Linked DNA regions of Rattus norvegicus: region 2 is linked to region 1. The links are chromatin contacts, called in public Hi-C maps. All regions are on one chromosome and are shown on one strand. The core of a region is the stretch at or near the end of the contact, and the rest is flanking DNA. Distances in the headings are between cores, read along the strand shown.

Region 1 (7,143 bases), core at 4,525-7,024:
GTCCCTACACCACAGGACCTGAGTTTGACTCTTAGCAACCATGTTGGACAGCTTACAACTGTCTGCAGCTCCAGCCCTCAGTGACCTGATGTTTCTGGCCTCTGTAGGCACCTGCACTCACATGCACATACCCCTACTAAAAGTAAAAATATGTCTGTACAAAAAAATCTTTTTAAGAAAGTGACCTAAGAGAGTGCCTATAAGAAAAGACATTCTCAAACACTTTTGTTTTTTTGTTTTCCAGATTTATTTATGTATTTTATGTATCTGAGTGCTCTATTTTCATGCACACCAGAAGGGGTGATCAGATCCCATTATAGATAGTTGTGAGCCACCACATAGGTGCTGGGAATTGAACTCAGGACCTCTGGAAGAGCAGCCAGTGCTCTTAACCACAACCCTTTTTTGCATCCCCCAAACACTTGGAATAGAAAGGCTAATAGGTCTTTCAGAGAGTCTTGAGACTACTTATACAATTAAAAGTGTACATTTCTTATTTTTATGGACCTGCTACAAACTGAGCCAAGCCAACTGACTAGGTTCCTGATGAAATCTAATCCACTCCAGTGAGGAAAGATAGAAGACCCAGACTTCATGATTTAAGCCAATCCATTCTTCCGAGGGTATAGACACAAGACGAGCTTTTGAACACATTACTAAGGGTGTGGTAGATATGGTGGTGTGTTGATTTGGCTGTCTTGGTTCACCCTTCCTTCCTTCCTTCCTTCCTTCCTTCCTTCTTTCCTCTTTTTTTTTTTTGTTTTGTTTTGTTTTGTAGACAAGGTTTTACTGTGTAGTTTTGGCTGGCCTAGAACTTGCTATGTAGGCCAGGTTGGCCCTGAACTCAAAGAGATTCGCCTGCCCCTGCCTCTGGAGAGATTGGATTCAATACATTCATCACCCAGCCTGGCCTTTTTAACTTCTTCTTAATACATGTTTATATAGCAGTCAAAGATCTCTTTTCTTCTGCCCCTTTAGGTTCTTGGTTGGCAGTTATGGCTGTTTGAATGAAAATGGCTCCTATAAACTAATTTGTTTGATGTTTGAGTGTCAGTTGGTGGAACTGTTTGAGAGGTATGTTCTTGGAGGAGGTGTGTCACTGGGGGACTGGCTTTGAGGTTTCAAACTCCCATGCCATTCCAAGTTATCTATCTCTCTGCCTTGTGCTTGTGGATTAAGATGTGAGCTCTTGGCTATCGCTCCAGCACCATGCCTGCCAGCCTGCCTATTGTCATACCCCCTGCCATGGTAGTCATGGACTCTAGTTCTCTGAAACTATAAGCCCCAAAGTGAGCAGTTTCCTTTATAAGTTGCCTTGGTCATGGTGTTTTACCACAGCAATAGAATATTAATTAAGACAGAGGTTGGTAATAAGGAGCAAGATATTCCTGTGGTAGATCTGGTAGATCTGATAGATCTGATATTCCTGTGATAGAATCATCAGCCTTGCTTGCAACACTTTACCCAACGAGCCATCTTGCTGGTTCTATCTTTTAAAAAATGCATGTATCTTTAAGAGAAAATAGAGCCGGGGCATAACTCAGTTGGTAGAATGCTGACCAACATTTCAAAGACAGAGATTCTAGCCTCAGCACTGCAAGGTGAGGGAAAACAGCAATAAATTCCAGGGAAGAGAAAGGACAAAACTAGGGTAGCAATTGTGGGAACAACTAAAAGGAAGACTAATGGGTAGGATGAACAAGCCAGGAAAACTCGTCACAGAGTCTTCCGGCACCATCTCTGATAAGTTTCTATGGCTATTGGTGAGCGCAGCACAGATATATGTCATGCTATCACCCAAACAAGTAGTAAGGGTGGCTTGCCTTGCATATGCCTTTTCCTATTAAGCTTTCACTCAGGTGGTGTAGTAGTACTCAAATAATGCTACTCAAATTGTCCTGGTGGCGGAGGCAGCAACGTGCCTCGTTACCCACCCCAAGCTTCTGGGTTCTCAAAGCAAAGACACACACAGGTAGCCTTATATTTTAACATGCCTTAGACAGCTCAACGGTTGGGCCACTTCCAAACCTCCATGTGGCTAACACACTCCTCTCCAATATTCCTGAGTTATCCCTTACTAAAACCCATATTCCATTTTGGCTGCCCTGGACCCAGACCTTCAAACCTTCTCGGACTGAATTCCCCAGCACCTACATGACTGCTATGTTCTCTGTCCAGCTCTCCCTCCTGACCCTTCCTCAGTCCCTTGCCCAGGAATACTAAAGTCTATCTCCTCTGTCTTTCTGCCCAGCCATTGGCCACTGGCAACTTTGTTTACCAATCAAACCAAACTGGGGGCAGGGTCTTTCAGCGTTTTACATGCAGACCTGCAGATTCTCGTGCAATTTCGGGGACCAGAAATTATAACACATTAGACCAAATCCACAGCAGGGTAGTCCTTACTTATACCAAACTTGCACATTTGAGGTGCCACATTCTCCTATCCTTTTCCTTTCCATGTTCTTAACGTTGCTATAACACCCCCATTTTTACTGGAAAAGGATAAAGTAGTGAACATGTGTAGGGGAGAGCCCAGCATCCATCCTTCTAATTCAAAGTTTCTTAAACTATAGTGTGATCCCACGTCGGGTGGTGTGACTGAATGTGGGGATGTGAATAAGGCTTTTGAATGTTCAAGGACCAAAAAACCTAACAGGAAACCAAACACAGAACCTGACCTGTTTCTGGTTCCCCTTGCTTTTGTTGCCATCAGTGACTTTACTGAAGCCTTGGCTCTGAACAGACCCTCTGTGTACCCTGTGCAGTCACTACAGTGTAGCCACCCATGTTTCAGTGAGCAGTCACAGAAGCAGCTTGGCTCAGAGTGGAGACTACTGAATTTTATGTATATTAGGAACTGCACTGTTTTAACTATGTATATGAAGATTTCTGTTCTTATGGAAACATAAAAGTTTAATTACAGAGAACAGTTTACTATCATTCCTCAGTAAGTATCAAGTTAGTATATTTTTGGGTCATATTAGAATTTTTGACTGTAATTTAAATATATATGTATATATATATTAATATATATATTAATTTTTGGGTCTGGCATGGTGGCACTTGCCTTTGATCCCAGGACTTGAGAGGCAGAAGCAGAAGGATCTCTGTGAGTTTAAGGCCAGCCTGGACTTCTACAGTGGTTTGAATGAAAATAGCCCACCATGAGCTCATAGGGAATAGCACTATTAGGAGATGTGGCTTTGTTGGAGGAAATTTTTCACTGGTGGTTGGCTTTAAGGTTTCAAATCCTCGACCTAGGCGCTCTCTCTCTCTCTCTCTCTCTCTCTCTCTCTCTCTCTCTCTCTCTCTCCAGCACCATGTCTGCCTTCGGCTGCCATGCTTCCCACCCTGATAATAATAGACTAAATCTCAGAACTGTAGGTAAACCCTAATTACATGTTTTCCTTTATAACAGTCACCATGGTCATGGCATCTCTTTACAGCAATAGAAACACTAAAATACCTACATAGTGAGTTTCAAGTCAATAAGGGGCTATACAGTGAGTCTCTGTCTACAATAGACAGACAGACTGGCTGAGTAACAGAACCTCACATTGGTATGAGAATGGAGTGGGATGTGGGGCTGTGTATATATGGGTGGTAGATGAGCATGCTTATGCCACCAGCACATTCTGGGTCAGAGAACAACTCGTAGGCACCAGCTTTCTCCCTCTACCATTTGAGCCCAGAGGACTCAGCTCAGGCAGTCGGGCACTGAGCCATCTCACTGGCCCAAAGCATTTGATTTTTAAAGTTGCTGTTTGAGTTGCTGACTTGAATTCTATTTAAAAATCACTAAGTGAATTTTGACTTGAGGTTAGGAAAGATTTTCCAACAGTTTCTAAGATGATCCTAAGCATGCTTATTCCATTTTTATACTATATATGCATGCAAAGGGGGAATTCTTAGCATTAATGGCTATAAATCAAAATAGCAACCAATTCACAAACTGTCAAAGATAGTTTATGCTCTGCAGTATCAAATATTCAGCCAAGATTTAATTATTATGTAAAAATAAATACATGCATGTTGCTGATATGAAGAATTACACTTGTCTTTAACAAGTGATAAAATTACACATAGACCAAATAATTGCTTTAAAATACATTTCTTTATTATTTATTTTTCTGTCAATGTTTAAACTGTATACCATATATATCCAGGGTTGCATAAAATTTTCTCCAGTTAAAAGGGGCTGCCAGTGAGGAACACTGAAGAAGTTCTGCAGTAACTGCCAGCTGAGGGGGGAGGAGTGCACGCACAGTGGAGGGTTAGTGTTTCTTGCAGATAGCAAGAAAGTGAAAGTTTAAGCTGAGCTTGTCCTCAGCTTGTTGCCAAGTTCGCCCACCAGGCTAAGCCGCCTCCTTTCTCCCTAGCTACCAAATAAAGAGAGGAACAGGGTGGCCATGGATGTCACAGCCTTGGGGGAAAGTCACCACCGTAAGAACTCAAGGAAGCAAGGGCAAAGAGGAGTCAGGTGGTCCCAAATACTTTGTAAACTTTGTGTGAAGATATTACATTCATATGTAATTTGTGTGTTAAAACAACAGCAGCAGCAGCAACAACTACACACAACAACACACATCAACCAAAACCAACAGCAACACACACACACACACACACACACACACACACACACACACACATCCACCAAACAAGAAAGAAATACACGAAAGTAAAAGAGGAGATTTCTACTTCTGTGTTGGATGCAGGAGTCTTCAGCAGACCAGAGTTTCTGCCAAGAGAAACTGGAAAAACCAGGTTCAATTGAAAAAAAAAAAAAACAAAAACCCAACAGCTTTCAAAATCACCGCTGAACTGGAGGAAGCAGTAAGTACAGGGAGGGGCTGAGAAGACTGAGGAGCTAGTGGCTAACTGGCTACCGCTTTGCTTCTGGGGCCAGCAGATCTACTGATGGGGTGGAAGCCACAAAACAGCTCTGTCCCTGGAGGCAATGTCACAGCTGTCCCACGGCGCACAGGACGGTTGAAAATTAAATAACAACATACTTGTGTTTTCGTCTGTCTCTCCCTATAGGTTTGTAATCGAACATGTGTCAGGAGTTGTCTGTCTCCTCATTTCTATATTCCAGCCCCGCACTTGGCACACAGTACACACTTAGGAATATCTGTCCAATTGAATCAAACTGAATCTAAATGAAATAGTGATGCTGTCTGGTTGTGGATTTCTAAAGCGTCTCTTCATGCTAGAGGTTCGGCTCCGTTGGACTTTGCCCTGTGGGTCTCTCTGTAATACCAAGCGGGGTGGAGTGGGGATGGGTGGAAGAAACTCTAGCTCAAACTCCTACTTCCAGGCCAAAGCCATCGACCCGGGAGTCTCTCACCATAAGACACAAGAGTCCTGTGCCCTCACAGAGCTTCTGAGACTGTTCTGGGAACCTGCCGGGCGGGCATCCAGTACATCCCACTGCACAATCTTGCCAAGATTTGGAAGGTCCCTCAAGGCCACCTGCTTCTCCCACACCTACATCAAGCCTCTAAACCCAGGCTGGCCCACCTTCAACCCCATCACCAGGCCTCTGGGTCACTCTTCTCGCTCGCACTGTTCCGGGAACATCCACCCCATACAGGAGTTCCCGGTCCGTCCTCACTTGCAGTATGCACCAAGGACTGTACTTTTCTGTACTTTATATCTTTTCCAAATAGAGAAATCCCCAAACTAAAACCCCCAAAGTTGAGATTCACTCCCAGACTTGTTGTATTACAGTCTTAGGCCATCTGTTTTCTCATGGGATAGAGTCGGTCTTTTTTGGCTAGAGTCCAAAATAGCAACTTGGAACACCCCGAGACAGCACGCTCAGACAACCAAGCCGAGGAACACGGATTTGTGTGATCAACATTTACACAGGGCTTAAAACCTTTGAGTGACAATGGCTGTGGGTGTGGGGTGGTAGGTGAGCCCTGAAAAGTTGAAATGGGAACCTCACACGTTCTCCCAGTGTTTCTCTAACCCCAGAAAGTCTGGGCTTCCAAGTAGAAGAGGTGTTGAGCTTCCTCCAGAACTATGCAATGGAGTTGTTTTGTTTTTGTTTTAATTGTAAATGATCTTAGAATGTTTGAAGTAACTTTATGATTTTGTTCCTATCCTGGGTACATGAGGTTCGTGGGCTTGAAGGACACATGTGAGCCATCCTGGGGAGGGTGAATGCCTTGGATCTCTACAGAAGCTTCCCTGTACCACAGTTGTTCTAAGCCAGTGGCCCTTTTAATCCTCACAGTAAACATAGGGAGTGGAATCCTGACTCTTCCTTGGGTCTTATTCCAGGTGAATGTCTCACCCAGTGAGCTAGAGGGTAAAGCATAGCTTCCTGGCTCCCAGTCCAGACTCATTTCTTCCCTGAACCCTACCAGGTCTTCTACAGTCTCCAAAATAATTCTCATGGATGGTTGACAGTCCCTGGTCACTTGAACCTGGATGGATCCAGGCTCAGCCCCAAGCTTAGATGGAAGAAATGCTACGAGTGCATATGAATTAAGTTAAAATCTCCAGCCAATTCACCAAGGTCCCAAAGACTGTGAATGTGGTGCCAAGACTCCCACGAAGTCCCCTGGGGCTTACTTTTTAACATGACAAGAAAGCTATGGAGGGCATGTTGAAGGGAGTTAAATTCTTGATGTGCTATCCTATTATTGTGTTTGGCAAGTGAGGGAGTCAGGGCTATAGTTACTCTACCACAGAACCAGGCCTCAACAGATACCACCAGCCACTTCCCCACCATCAGACCTGGGCCACTGGGTCCCCTACTTGTTGCTTGGCAGCTTTTTTCAAGGCCTGACCTGGGCAGCCACACCCAGCATTTTCACCACACCCTGCAATTCTCGCCACCCAGAAGTTCTTGCCACACCCTGCCTGCTCCCGGAAGGTAAACAAGGCCTCCAAAGAAGGGCTGCATTGTGTGCTTGCCCTCTTGGCCTTGGCTCTGGAGGCCCCAAATGGGCCTTTGACTTACAAACTCTACAGATCTATAAACAGTGAATAAAATAGAGGCCCTCCTGAACCTCAGCTGACCTCTAAGCTTGTTGGTTCTGAGGGACAAGTGCACCCGACTCCAGGGAACAGAGTCCCTACACCGACCAGAAGTGGGGCGGGGAGGGTTGCATTTGGGAAAGAGAGAGGGAG
Region 2 (7,623 bases), core at 4,364-6,863, 49 kb before region 1:
GGAGAGCTGGAGGGAGTGTGTTTGGTGGCTGCCTTTCCACCTGTCCTTATTTACATGTAAAATCAATTGCTTCACTCGGTCTTTCCGAAGTACAGGGTGTGGGCAGAATCTTATCTGAAGCTGTGTCCTGTTTGGACAAGTTGGACTCGCCCTGGCAACTCTCCATGGGGTGGAGCCGATGGGTGGAGGCAGAAAAGTAAAATTGGGTGGCTCGTTCAGAGCGGGGAGGGCGGATCACTGGCTCCTTGGGTCACTGCATCCCATCTGACACGAAATAGTGAACTTCTCCCTTTTACAAAACAACGTTAGTGCAGAAATAAGTGCACTAACGTTGAAATAACGAAGAAATAAGAGAGGCAAAGACTCGGAGACCCCCAGTGGGATTCTGTTCAGGTCGACAGTGGAAGAGCGAGGTGGGTGAGTCCTTGGATGGTGTGAAAACGGGACACCCTTCCAAGGTAGGTGCCAGCACCACAAAGCAAACCTGGCTTAGGGTGCCTGCCCCTCTGCCTTTCTGGCCATTGCATGGTACTTCCTGTAGTACTCGTCACTGGGAGCACTCAGAGTTTGCTGGGGAAATGTACAGAAAGGTTTCTTGAGAAAGGAAGTTCAGCTCCAGGGCCGGTGCTGGCCCTCCTGGCCAAGATACACAGTGAGCTCCGATCTTTGCCCTGTCAGTTCCTTTGGAGAGAGGGTGGGGACCAGTAACGTGCTTACTTCCTCTTTTGAGAATTGGAACTCTCCGGGAGTGAAAAAGGTACTCACTGATTGTTGCTTGTCTAGTATCTGTTCTCTGGACACCTGGCTGAGTTCCCCTTTGCAGGAAGCAGGTAATTGGGACAAGACTTAGGGTCAGGCTAGGAAGAGAAAAGAGCGGCAGGTCTTACTTTGTCCTCAACAAACTGAGAACGCTTGACTCTATTCAGCGCCCCCAACCCCCTTTCTTTGCCTCCCTTATGAAGCAGCTGTGCCGTGAGCCTCACAGACCGCAGGAGCGCTATCATTTCTAGAAGTCACCTAAATGATTCTCCAGGCTTCTAATATATAGTTCTACAGTAACATGCTGACAGAAATCTGACCCTCGGTTTGATAATCTGCAGTCAAAAGTAGAAGAGGGGAGGGCTCACAGAGGGACGTCACTGTTAAATGAAAATTCGGTTTTACAGACTCTTCCCCACAAAATGACCCAGTTGTTCCATTATGGGAAGTTACTTGGGGGAAAAGTGATTTCCCTATTTGTTGGTTTTTAAGCACTTCAGTAACTTTTGGAAACAAAAATAAGTTTTGCCCCCACACCATGCTGTTTCTCCCCCTGCCATTGCTTAATTCAGGTTGAGAGTGTTTAGCCAAACCAGAACTAAGATGTAAAGAAACAACCACATTTGAGGCTTTCTCATCTCTGCAGTGCCTACATAAAGTGGTTAATAGAATTCCTCAGCTTGGTTAAAACCCACAAGGTTTTAAAGACCCTGAGGCTGGTACACGCCAATCTTCTGCCAGCCTCTTAAGGCTCCATAGCCTGTTCTTGTGCGCCACCTACTGGTTCTCTTTAGAATCGCTGCCAGTGTGTAAGTGTCATGGTTTCAGAATCCCCTTTTAAAAATGAAGGTGTGGTAGTATGCATCTGTCACTCTAGCACTTGGGAGGCAGGTGGAGCTCTAGGTCAGCCGAGGCTGTATAGTGAGACTTTCAAAAGAAAAAAAACGAGCTCTCAGAGAAGGATAAAAGTGCAGAGCACTGCCCCTGGGTAACAGCGGCTGCCAACCAAGTTTAAAGATCTCGACTCTTACAGGTCTCAGCTTACGTTTTAGTTACGTGGAAGACACACTGCTAGTGCCATACTCATTATTTCCTGGTTTGAATATTAACTTTAATTCCAGTCTGAGGGATTGAATCCAGGGCCTTGTGGTGCTAGGTAAGCATTCTGCCAAGAGTTGTACCCCCTCTTCCCTGGTTCCTCACCAGAACCCATCAAGCCTAAAGCAGTGGCCAAGGCGATTGGTACAGAACGATTGCTGCTGTCATCTTGAACAGGCAGTCTGATGTGCATTGGTGCGCTCCCATTTTCTTGCTGTCCCTTTCTGTGTCTTTCCCATTTGTTGTTTAAACGTTTACCTACAGACTTAAAGAACTGAAACACCATCACACAGATATTCGAGGCCAGCCTCTGCTCCCAACTCTGTTGTGAGTCCAGAATGGCCTTGAACTTGTGGCATTCTCTTGCATCAGCTTTATCCCGAGGGCTGAGATCCAAGCATAGACCACCTCCCATCTCACTTGCTTCCCCCAGAAGCTTCTTATTAACAGTTGTGGGTTTCAGGCATCATTTATCCTGCTTTCTATATTGCTCTGGGGTTTGAAACCAATAAATGTAGTCGTGTATGTGTGTGTGTGTGTGTGTGTGTGTGTGTGTGTGTGTGTGTGAGTAGTACATACCACAAATCCCAAATCTGCATATCTGTTGAGATGGGTAAGTCAGAGGGAAAAGAATCCTGTAACTTGGGAAAGGAGTGTGGTCCGTATCCATCTTGTGTCAAGTGTTGCCTCCCTGGGGCTGGGCTAGGCTGTAGTCTGAGACCTCAAAGCCTCGGGTCTCTTTCCTATCACACCTGGAAATGTGAGAGCCAAGATAAGCATCTGGTGGGATAGATTCCGAGAGCAGACTCCAGTCAAAAGACTGAGATGTTGGTGGGAAGCTGCTTAAACTCTCTGACCTTATCAACGGGAGCAGAAGTGTCAGCTAGCTTTACGGTCTCTAAAGCTACCAGAAGATACCCCTTTCTTCTCTAAGGGTGGGGCACGGACAGGTCTTAGAGCCCTTACCTGTGTGTGTAGTTGCTCAATTAGGACCAGTTATTAGATGCCAAGACACAACGTGTTTTCTTTCTTCCTAATAAGATAAAGTTTTTGTTTTGTTTTGTTTTGGTGTCATTTTATCTTTTGCTGGGACACCTGAGAGGGTGATGGCACCATGGAGTTGAGCCTGGTGTCACAAGATTATAGGACGAGTAATTATGAAGTCAGGGCCTCGTGTTGGTGGGTAGAATTTACATGTTGCCATGAAAATCAGAGAAGTCCCATTGACAACACTGAAGGACAAGAGCCACCCGGTACCACATTCACGCTTGTATGCCAGTGTCTCTTAACGCAACTTCTAGAACACACGAATAGTAAGTAGCCTTGAGCACTGCGTTCTCCACACTGAGGCAGAAGGTGCAGAGACACTAGAACTTGGAACTTCTTTTAAAGATTGTGTTTTTATTTGAAATTATATTGCAGGTGAATGCAAGTGCCCATGGAGGTCAGGAGAGGGTGCCCATGCTGCCCATGGGTCCCCTAGGACTGAGGATATAGATGACTATGAGCCACTCTGATGCAAGAACAGTTATGTATTAACTACTGAGCCATCTCTACAGAGTTTTTAGTTTTTTTGAGATAGGGTCTTGATATGTAGCCCAGGCTAGCCTCATGCTTGTGGGAGTCCCCCTCTCTCAGTCTTCATAGTGTTTGGTTTACCAGTGGGCCACTTTCTCAGGAGAAACTTGCTCATTTAGCCACTCGAACCTTGGCTTGAGTCAAAGCGCTCGCTAAGCACGTAAACCAAGTTGGGATAGTAAGGCTCTGCCGTTGTGTGAAGTCTGTAGCAGCTGGCCGGTGGGTCTGTGCAGCGGGTTTCTAATTACAGAGCAGGACAAGCTCTAGGTGGGCACTGCCTTCACTGGAGTGACTGCAAGCTCTTATAGGAAAGGGGTCTAGAAAACTGTTGTGGGTGAGGGTGTGTCTCAAAATCCAAGTGGACTTTTCTCAAAGAAATGTAAATGACAAAGAAAGATGAAAATGTTCAGCATTAGTAACTCAAAAAGAAACGATGTATCATGGGGAGACCATCAATCAAAATGAAAAGCAAAAAATTCCCCTTTAGAGACTTTGTCTTAAAAATTAAACTGTGTAGGATACAAGTGCAGAGTGTTGGGCTATTTCTAGTAGTGAACAGTTTGGAAACTGTTGGAAGCATAAGGGTGCAACAATGCTTTTTTTGTTTTATTCCTCTGTGTGTGTGTGTGTGTTGTGTGTGTGTGTGTGTGTGTGTGTGTGTGTGTGTGTGTGTGTACACGCACAAAATAGAGGGCAGCCTGCTCACGATCTCTGTGGTAACTGGTAGGCAGGCTTAGCAGACACACTGGTCTGCCGAGCAATCTCATTAGCCCCTGTTTCTAATGAAAGGTGACACGTTTTGTTCAGTTTTATTTTGAGGCAGGGTTTCTCCGTGTAGCCATGGTTGTCCTCAATTTACATTGCAGGTCAGGCAGGCCTCAAACTCACCTGCCTTTGCCTCCCGGAGTGCTGATGTAAAAGGTGTGCACCACCACCCCCAGCCAAAGGTGACAATTTAAACTGATCTTGTCACAGAGCAGGGTGGTTTGATGGTCTGAGTCTGTACATCAATAAAGAATTGAGTGACCATACAGGGACCAGACTGTGTGTGCCACATGCTCGCTTAAACAGGTTTGGAAGATTAAAACCGGGGTGTCAGCGGTGGCTGCTCCTGGGTTTCTTCCTCACTGTTTTCTCCTGACAAGCACGGGGATGGGGCGGACCTTCTACTGAGCTGCCCAGGGATGCCATGCAAGGTTTCCTGGCAGAAGAGGCTGTACATATTGTTCCAGAAATGTCAGGGTTTGTGTAGCTCTATTAGAAATGCCTCTTCCACTTAGTTCTGCCTCCGAGGCCTGGTTTTAATTATGCGAAAGGCCATCTTCTTCATAGTACGTATGGGAAGTGAGAGAGAAGACGAGTGAAACTAGGAGGTAAAGGGATGTTTTCTTTTTCTTAGTTTATGTGACCTCAGAATTCAGACCAGGCATGCTGTTTTGTTTTCTAGGCCAGACATCAGAACACCCTAGAAGGCTTAACCAAAAGAATGCTCATGTTTGACCCAGTCCCTGTCAAGCAAGAGGCCATGGACCCCGTCACGGTGGTAAGCTTCCCCAAACTGATAAGCTCTCTTAACTGATATAACATTGTGTGTCCTGTTTGTTTCCTAAAGTGCTTCTTGTTTGACAGGCGTTTGACAGGTGGTGTTTCTCAAAGCCCCCGGTAATAAACAAGGTGCCACTACCCCCACGCCCCGAGATAGGGTCAGCCGTAGGCCGATCTGTTCATAGTGAAAGTAGGTTCACAAATGTATGTGTAAAACGCTTTGAGAATAAAGTGATTTTTTTTTTCAAGAGGAAGACAGAAAGCATTGACAGAAGCCATATGGGGCTGCGGCTCTAGGAGGGATGGCTTGAGGAGAAGCCAGCCAGAGAGGGGACTTGGCAGGGAGACCAGATCGTATTTCACTTGGAAGAGTGTGTGGCTGGGTGGGAATTACATCTACGGTCTCTTTCTAAGTCTTAGTGCTAAGTCATCCCCTCTTGGGAGTCAGGCCATAGTGAGACTCAGACACCGGGAGACTAAGACTTGGTCCAAGTGTTTGTGTAGGGCCACAGAGATGAGACACAGGTGACAAGGAGGTGCCCGACTTTTCAAGGCAGGAGCAGCTTAGACACAAGGATGTGGTTTAGTAGCCACTGACTAACAAGTCAGCTTTCCCAGCCTGCCCTGCTCTTTTCCTCCACGGGATCGGAAAATATTCACAAGGGGAAAAATATCTTGGCCTGGATGTGTATCTGAAGGTTGGGAATGACACACTTGCAAAATTAGATCATCCTGAATCCACTGGCTATAGAAGTTCCTGCCAGAAATACTTATACAAGACCAGGGTCACTCCAAGGTGCTTGGAACTCAGTGACCGTGGCCACTACTAAGGGTGATGTATTTACTGTCATCTGCAACAAAAAGTCAGTGAGAGCATCTTTAAGGAAATAGCATTTACATCCTAGCACAATAATGCAGCCATCATGTGCCTGAGTGTAATAGCTGAACAATTAAAATTATATTCATTTTTAAAAAATAGACTTTTCTTCTAAGGCAGTGATTCTCAACCTTTGGGTCTCGACCCCTTTGTGGGGCTGAGGATCAGATATCCTGTATATCAGATATTTACATTACAATTACATACATCACATAACAGTAAAAATTACAGTTATGAAGTAGCAACAAAATAATGTTACGGTTGGGGGTTACCATAACATGAGGAGCTGTATTAAAAGGTTGCAGCCTTAGGAAGGTGGAGGACGCTGGGCTAAGGCTTCACTACACTATCCTTCAGCCCCCTTTCTCTCAACTGTTACATCATGATCTTCTGGAAATATGAAAGTTAAAAGATAGCCACATCGGTATTTTTGTAACTGGAAATTATAATGTTTATGAATGTCACATGGCCATCAGTGATACATTTAACTAATGTACATCCAGTGTCTTAATCAGGGATGAAAACAAGCTCACAAACCCAGTTGCAGTTAAGGCAAGGACCCCGACATTATGGGGGTATGAGAGTACCAAGTACCAGGAACATGTGCTTCACTGGAGGGGAAAAAAAAGAAAATTTTATTTTATACATTAGGACGGCTGTAACTTTGCCTCTACTGCTGCACTTAACGCCATGACCAGAAGCAGCTTGGGGAGGAAATGGTTTATTTCAGCTCACAGCTCCAGGTCACACCATCCCTGAGAAAATCTGGGTAGGAGCCTGAGGCAGAGACCTTGCAAGAGCTCTCCTCACTGGCTTGCAATTCTAATGAACAAATTCTAATGGAACCAAGAACCACTGGCCCAAGGGTGATTCCTCTCACATTAATCATTAGTCAAGAAAATGCCCCAGATTTGCCTACAGGCCAGTCTGATAGAGACAATTGTTTCTCAGTTGACCTCCCTCTTCCTAGGCACCCCAAACGTGGGTCTAGTTGGCCAATAAAACAAAACTAAAACAAAGACAGCACACGCACAAAGTTGAAATATGTAAAAATATTTTTTGTAATAAATTACCTCCTTCATGTGCCAGTGGTCAGTCCACTTGACACAGCATTTGATTCTAGTTCCAAAAGTTAGCTTTAGTCCTTACTGTGCAGGGAGTAAAAAGACCTTCAGTTTGTGCTGTCAGCTCTACAAATTTCCTCTCCCTCATTCTGACAGGAAGAACTGGAGGAGTCAGAAAGCACATGTTAATGGCAGCCTAGGACATTTGTCGGTTTGTTTTTGTTTCGTTTGAGACAGAGTCTTGCTGTATATCCCATACTGTCCTTAACTCAAGGCAGTCCTCCTGCCTCAGCCCTCTGCATGCTAGGATTTCATGCGTGTATATGTGTCAATACATGCGGTGTCTTGAGGATGCCAGAAAAGGATATTGGATCCCCTAGAACTGGAGCCACAGGCTGGTTAGCTGCCGTGTAGGCGCTGGGAACCAAACCTGGGTCCTCTGCCAGATCAACCAGAGCGCTTAACCACTGAGCCATCTCTCCAGCCTCAAGAGTTTTCTTTTAAATCCCAACACACACAAAAATAAAAAAATTTAAAAAAAATGACAAGGCTCTTGTGACTGTATGTCTGTTGTCAGTCCCCACTACCACCTTTTTCTTTTTAAAAGGAAATCCTAGCCAGTGCAATAGAAAAAGTGAAGAAACACCATTCCTTTACTGAAATACAAACTGTGTTAAGCTCTGGACAAGTGATTGAAGGGCC

Evidence for each region. A called contact is a pair of places that touch in the nucleus more often than the background predicts.
Region 2: a contact with region 1 is called in a Hi-C map of kidney, with 7 times the contacts expected there. The contact joins two enhancer-like sites. A contact is called at or near these places in 10 of 12 Hi-C or Micro-C datasets (the A7r5 cell line, the Rat2 cell line, Schwann cells and 5 more).

Annotation. Positions count from the first base shown.
Region 1 is chr14:43,794,687-43,801,829 of GRCr8, reverse strand. No RefSeq gene overlaps it. Among named protein-coding and RNA genes, the nearest start is that of Tlr10, 33 kb to the right of the region's middle. Within about 2 kb of position 5,774, at least 2 of the 93 cell types and tissues checked have an H3K27ac peak or open chromatin away from gene starts, as enhancers often do.
Region 2 is chr14:43,843,426-43,851,048 of GRCr8, reverse strand. It overlaps Klf3 (KLF transcription factor 3), which reads left to right and starts at 223. Exons shown (of 6, transcript NM_001105742.2): 1 at 223-413; 2 at 4,883-4,978. The coding sequence starts at 4,922. Within about 2 kb of position 5,613, at least 16 of the 93 cell types and tissues checked have an H3K27ac peak or open chromatin away from gene starts, as enhancers often do.